Linked DNA regions of Danio rerio: region 2 is linked to region 1. A link is a contact called in public Micro-C data. All regions are on one chromosome and are shown on one strand. The core of a region is the stretch at or near the end of the contact, and the rest is flanking DNA. Distances in the headings are between cores, read along the strand shown. Region 1 overlaps nt5dc1 (5'-nucleotidase domain containing 1). Region 2 holds the start of si:dkey-121j17.6.

Region 1 (3,454 bases), core at 620-3,119:
ATCAGAATTTACCATGCAGATTTCTTAAAGGGACAGTTCACCCAAAATAATGAAAAATAACTCACCCTCGACTGGTTCCAAACCTTTTTGAGTTTAAACACTGACATTTATGTTATTTTGAAGAAAGCTGTAACCATTGACCTCAATAGTAGGAAAAAAACAAATCAATGGTTAGAGACTTCCAACATTTTTCCAACTATCTTCTTTTGTGTTTAACAGACAAAAGTCCTAAAGGTTTTTTTTTGTGAACTATGCCATCAGGAAGCTGCAAGAAGAAATCAGACATTAAGTTAACTGAGTTTCCCCTTAGTAGTTTCTTTAAAGCATCTTTATTGTGCGCAATAAAAGGTTTTCAACCACTTAAGAGAGAGTAAATATTAAGTATTTTACTTATTTATTAATTTATTGATGAACTATCCCTTTAAAGCGCTGCACGAGGACATGCGGATACGATCAGAATTTACCCATGCAGATTTCTTAAAGGGACAGTTCACCCAAAAATGAAAACTAACTCACTATTTAGTCACCCTCCAGCGTTTCCAAACCTTTATGAGTTGAAACATTGAAGATTTTTCTATTTTAAAAAAAGCTGTAACCAACAACTAACATAGTAGGAAAAAAATACCATGAAAGTCAATGGTTACAGCTTTCAATCATTTTTCCAAGTAACTTTTTTTTTGTTCAACAGAAGACAAAGTCATAAAGGTTCACATCTGCTTGGGAGAGAGAGAGAGAGAGAGAGAGAGAGAGAGAGAGAGAGAGAGAGAGAGAGAGAGTAAATAGTGAGTTTTTTGGGGGGTGAATTATCGATTAAGAACGATGGACGATGAAATCAGACACTATCAGAATTTACCCATGCAGATTTCTTAAAGGGACAGTTCACTCAAAAAAAAAAATTTACTCACTATTTATTCGAGTGGTTCCAAACCTTCATGAGTTTGATCATCATTTGTTATTTAGCAGAAAGATGTAAGCTTTGACTTCCACAGGAGGAAAAACAAATACTATGGAAGTCAATGGTTACAGGTTTCCAACATTTTTCTGAATATCTTTTTTGTGTTAAACAGAAAAAAGTCCTAAAGCTTCTCAACCACCTCAGAGAGAGAGAGAGTAAATAGTGAGTGTTTCATTTATTAATTTAATTTATTATTTATAGGGTGAACTATCTCTTTAAGAACGCTGCACAAGGAAATGGGACAATATCAGAATTTACACATGCTGATTTCTTAAAGGGACAGTTCACTCTAAAATCAAAACTAACTCACCCTTGAGTGGTTCCAAACCTTTATGAGTTTATGTCTTCAGTGGAACACAAAAGAAGAAATTTTGAAGAAAGCTGAAAACCTGTAACCATTGACTTCCATATGATTTGTTTTTCCTACTATGTCAATGGTTACAGGTTTCACATGGGATGCTATGAGAATTTACACATGCAGATTTCTTAAAGGGACAGTTCACCCAAAAATAAAAATTACTGCATTGACTTCCATTCATTTTCCTTAGGCTTTGTCTCTTTATTCATCAGGGGTCGCCACAGTGAAATGAACCACCAACTACTTGAGCATATGTTTTACACAGCGGATGCCCTTCCAGCCGCAACCCAGCTCCGAAATCATCCATAGTAGGAAAAACAAATACTACGGAAGTCAATGGTTACAGGCTTCCAACATTTTTCTGAATATCTTCTTACGTGTTCAACAGAAGAAAGCAAGTCCTAAAGCTCTGAAACACGCGAGTAAATGAGGGCAGAATTGTGCTTTTTGGCTGAACTGTCCCTTTAAGAAATAAAAAGGCCTTGCAGAATAAGAGTGTGTCGTTCAGCCCAAGAGAGCGAGTGAAAGTGTATCAGTGTTACGCCGGGTGGCCGGCCTACTAAAACAGGAAGTGGACTGTGTTTGCCTGGAGTGAAGGAATGCGGTCCATATGTGAGCAGCAGCGGGTCTTCATTCACCAGCAGCAGAAATGGAGACTTTAGGAAAACAGGCATACTCACTTCGTCTCGGGTTTATATTGGCCACGTACACACAGCCACGTCTCAGAGCCCTCCACTCAACCACAGAGACAGTGGTGCGTGATTGCGTGTGTGTGTGTGTGTGTGTGTGTGTGTGTGTGTGTGTGTGTGTGTGTGTGAGTGTAATAAACAGAATTTGTAATTGAAAGTCAAATTAATAAGCAAATTGGAGCCATTATATCTAGTTGTCTCTTTCAGAAATGCTATTTTAGATGCATCAATGTTTGTTTGCTTGTTAGTGCAAGTGTGAAGAGCACACAGCAGTGTCTTTCTGCATGTTAGGGTGTTGGATGCTGCTATAATCCTGTTATTGTCATTCCTGTTTCAATATTGATCCACAAAATATGAGTTTGAATGTTCAAACCCAAACAAACAACAGATGCACGTGATGAAGAAAGAGCCTGGTTGAATTACGGGTACTCTGCTGCCCTCGTGTGGTAAACATTTGTAATTGTCCCACAATGCTTCAAAATTCACCCTGAAAACTTAATTTCTGTCATCGTCTGCTCACCCTTTACTTGTTGCCACCCTTTATCAGTCAATTTATTCTGTTGAACACAAAAGAAGATGTTTTGAAGAGAGCTGAAAACCTGTAACCATTGACTTCTTTTGTGCAAGTCAGAAAAGGTTGGGACAGCATGGAAAACACAAATAAAATGACTTTGACTTGTGTTTCATTGCAGACAAAACAATAGTTTATTCCATTCAATAATTTAATCCATTTTGGAATAAGGCCGTAACATAAACAAATGTGGAAAAAGTGAAGCGCTATCATATACTTTCCGCATGCACTGTATTTACTAAGAATGTTATCAGCATGGCAATTGTTAGCATCCTAACAACATGCTAAATGTTTTAGCAGCATCATGTTAGCCACCCAGAACACCTCAGCATGTTATTTGTTGAATTAACTTAACTTTGACTTAAAATATTTTGACCTATTAAGATAAACTTTGTAATCTTTTGAGTTGAAACATGAGTGACCTATTTAAAAATGTTAAAGTAACATTAAAAACATTGTCATATCATTTTTTTGCATTTAAATAGTAATAAACTACTTTATTACCTACTACATTAGCATAAAAAACAACACAATGACATTTTCAGACACTTTAGTCAACTATGAAAACACTGGATTACTTCCAGCACCCATAAGAACAAATTTTAATCGGCACATTTTGTCATTCACCTTTAATAAGTTTCATTTTTCATGTAAAAGAGTCGCTGTTTAAAGCAGTGACCAGCAGATAGCGCTATTGCTCAATTAGACGCGCTGTATTCACCAAAACAGACATGCGCACTGCTGCACACTACCTGCATTTTATTTGCATTTGCATACCTGATTTTGGCCCTAAAATACTTGAAGAAAATGGATGGGGGGGGGGGGGGGGGGGGGGGGCAGTCCAGTTCATTAATAATGATAAATGTATCTACTGATCTGTA
Region 2 (3,337 bases), core at 46-2,545, 43 kb before region 1:
TATGGTGAGGAAAAACAACTATTTTTAAGTGTTCGGTCGGAAATTGCATGTAAATGTGACTTCAAAACAACTTAAGCACTATTCAATTGACTATAAACAATGATTTGTTTTGATAGTCATTAGCTTATAATATGATTTCCCGATTTAGAATGAGCAAAGAGTACTTTTCTCAAATTATATTAAGGAGAAAGTGTGAATGTGAAAATATAAAACGAACTAAACTCAGCTTTTCTGAGCCAGAAATCTCCATTTCTGAATCACTAACATGGGCCGCATCTTCTAGTTTAATTCCCATATGTAGTTATTATAAAGGAACAGTATAATGCAAAGTTTAATTTAGCCTATTACATATTATTAGTAAAATAATTTCATTTATTTACGCTGGAATGAAGACAGTCACAGCACTCATCAGCTGTTTTAAAATGATATCTGATATAGTAATGATATTTAATCCTTATTAGGCTTTTTAAATACAATTTTTGAACGTGCTAATATAAAAACAACTTTACCTTAATATTCAGGTGATGCACATGTAAATATCATCCATCATCCGTTAGATTATCAGCTGAAAGTCCAGATGGGATACAGCTGCGGATACATACGTAAATATAGTATAACTTTTGTAACACTACAACAAAATAAATCTTATTTTTACATTAGTGTGATGCTTGGCGTAGACTTTAATAAAATGCAATTTAATGGGTAATTTGATAAACTATATGAATAATACTCAGTTTTTACTTACTATGAAGATGGCTGTGGTTAATGTTGGGGGTTAAACTACTATTTTATGGGTAATTTGATGAATAACATTTATAACTCGATATAATTACTGTTTTTACTTTAGCCTGGTGTGATGGTTGGGGTAGACGTTATTAAAGTAACGGGTAATGTAATAATCAGTAATATAAATCTAGTTTACTTCGGCCGCAGCTGTATCTCTTCATCCCTTCTAGGTAATTCATTTGTGTTTATCTTTCTTCCCTGAAGTCGTCTTCCTAAAATAAGTTCTTATCAGAATACACACGCTTTTAATAAGATTTAAGTCCAGAGCAGCGTTTTGTTGACCCGCACACAGTCGTCTCCTGTCCTTTCATACTAGACAAAGTACTGCATTACCGTCTCCTCCTCCAGCTCGCGCGTCGGAGCAGCCGGTGCTGGTCGGCCTCGTCTCTCCACATAATTTCTCTTCCATAATCGCTTCTTTTTCTTTTTCTGCTTTTGTTTTTCGCTGCAAATCAGCGCACAGACAACTTGGAGCGCAAGCTGCTTGTTAGCCATCATCTTCTTCTCTTGGTTAATGGCGGAACGCAAACAGCTTTTAGGTGCACACCGCCGCCTACAGTACAAAGGTGTGTGTAACACCAGGTCATGCTAATCGAGTGCACAGCTAACGTTTTACAGCTACCGGTAAACCTCCGGTGAACGGTTTATCATGTGACCATTTTCGATTTCATAAGGTTCCTTTTATAGCATAGATGTTGTAAAGTAATTAAAATATTATTAGTTAAATAGACTTAAGCATTCATTTAGCTGCCCACCCTGCTGAAAAATCCAGCTTAAACCAGCCTAGGCTGGTTGGCTGGTTTTAGCTGGTTGACCAGCCTGGTTTTAGAGGGGTTTTGGCCATTTCCAGTCTGATCTTAGCTGGTCAGGCTGGAAAATGACCAACTAAATCCAGCTAAAACTAGCTTGACCAGCCTGGTTTAAGCTGGACATAGCTGGTTTTGGCTGGGCTCCCTGTCTGGCAAGGCTGGTCAAGTTGGATTTAGCTGGTCATCTCCCAGCCTGACCAGCTAAGACCAGGCTGGAAATGGCTAACCCCCTCTAAAACCAGCCTGGCTGACCAACTAAAACCAGCCAACCAGCCTAAGCTGGTTTAAGCTTTTTTTTTTCAGTAGAGCAAGCTTAAAACGACAAAAGTGTCAGGAGCAGCAGGCCAGCCCTGAAACTGCATTGAAAATATTTTCATTATTAATCCACATCCATTATTGAGCTTACAGGTCAGGTTCACTAAATCTAGCATCTGGATGCAGCCTTTATGATGCAAGCTGAGATTGCATCACTCAGCGATGCACCGTCAGACACAATGCACTCAATTGAGTGACGTCACTGACGGGTAGGGTTAGGTGAGCCCATTAAAAAGCATTGGATGCAGCTCAGATTGCATCTGCACCGAGTCTGCAGCCAGACCCCTCTCATTTAGTTTGCACTTGACCTGCTTTTCCACTACAAGCCCCCAGGTGTCACCCAATCCCTTTTAAACGCCATTATTTTAATGAATGCACATTCACTTTATACAATAACCTTGTTTTTCTTTAGACATGATTATTTTGCTTATCCCATTGGCTGATTATTTTGCTTGCTTTAAGGAAAAACTGACTTAATACTGGCATATCATTTCTTAAAACAAGACAGTATGTTTTGCTTGTCTAGAAAATGCTTTTAGATTTAAGAGTTTGTAGATATTTATTCTAGAAACAAGACTAAATCTAAGTAGGAAAAGCATTTTTTACAGTGTGGCGTCATATTCAGAAAGACTTGAGGCTGTAATCGCTGCCAAAGGTGCATCAACAGAGTATTGAGCAAAGGATACTGATGTACATCTGATTTTACAGCTTTTATTTTTAACTCTTTTTCACATTGTTATTATGGGGGATTGTGTGTAGAATGTTGAGGAAATCAATCAATTTAATCCATTTTGGAATAAGACTGTGACATAAACAGATGTGGAAAAAGTCAAGCGCTATCAATACTTTCCGTATGCACTGTACATCTCCAATACATATCAACAGTCAAGCCAAGCAAAATTAATCACACCCCTGCAGAATTCTGACTTTTATTCAACCAGCAAGTTTGGTTTTTTGGACCAGAAGTGACACAGGCTTCTCGCAAAACATAATAAAACGATGAACAAGAGGCATTACTGCGGGGAGCTCAGCTTTTATTTACATTTGAACTACAAAGAGGATCCAAAATTATCCATATTATTCTCAGTAATCAACAGAAAAGGCTTTATTGGCTATTACATCAATCAAACTCCTCCTGTGCACTCTTAGAAATAAAGGTAGGCGAGCTGTCACTGTGCCTTTTCAAAAGGTACAAATTTGTGGCTAAAAGGTCAATATTAATTCCTTAAGGGTGCAAATTAGTACCTAAATAGTACAAAAGTGTTCCTCTTGAAAATTGTTGGCACTAATATATACTTTTGAGGTACCAATATGGACCCTTTAAGTACAAATGTGTTCCTTTTGAAAAGGTACCACCCCAGTGACAGCTCGTGTACCTTTATTTCTGAGAGTGTAATTGCTGTCCAGTGTTTGGCATGTGTTCACTG

Evidence for each region. Hi-C and Micro-C count contacts between places; a contact is called where the count stands out from the background.
Region 2: a contact with region 1 is called in a Micro-C map of caudal fin, with 14 times the contacts expected there. The contact joins the promoter of si:dkey-121j17.6 here to the enhancer-like site in region 1. A contact is called at or near these places in 3 of 18 Hi-C or Micro-C datasets (caudal fin, embryo and an unstated tissue).

The regions. Positions count from the first base shown.
Region 1 is chr20:535,441-538,894 of GRCz12tu, reverse strand. All of the region lies in intron 6 of nt5dc1 (5'-nucleotidase domain containing 1), which reads right to left. Among named protein-coding and RNA genes, the nearest start is that of dse, 22 kb to the left of the region's middle. Within about 2 kb of position 1,869, at least 22 of the 62 cell types and tissues checked have an H3K27ac peak or open chromatin away from gene starts, as enhancers often do.
Region 2 is chr20:577,658-580,994 of GRCz12tu, reverse strand. It overlaps si:dkey-121j17.6, which reads right to left and starts at 1,295. Exons shown (of 6, transcript XM_073933910.1): 1 at 1,120-1,295; 2 at 510-588.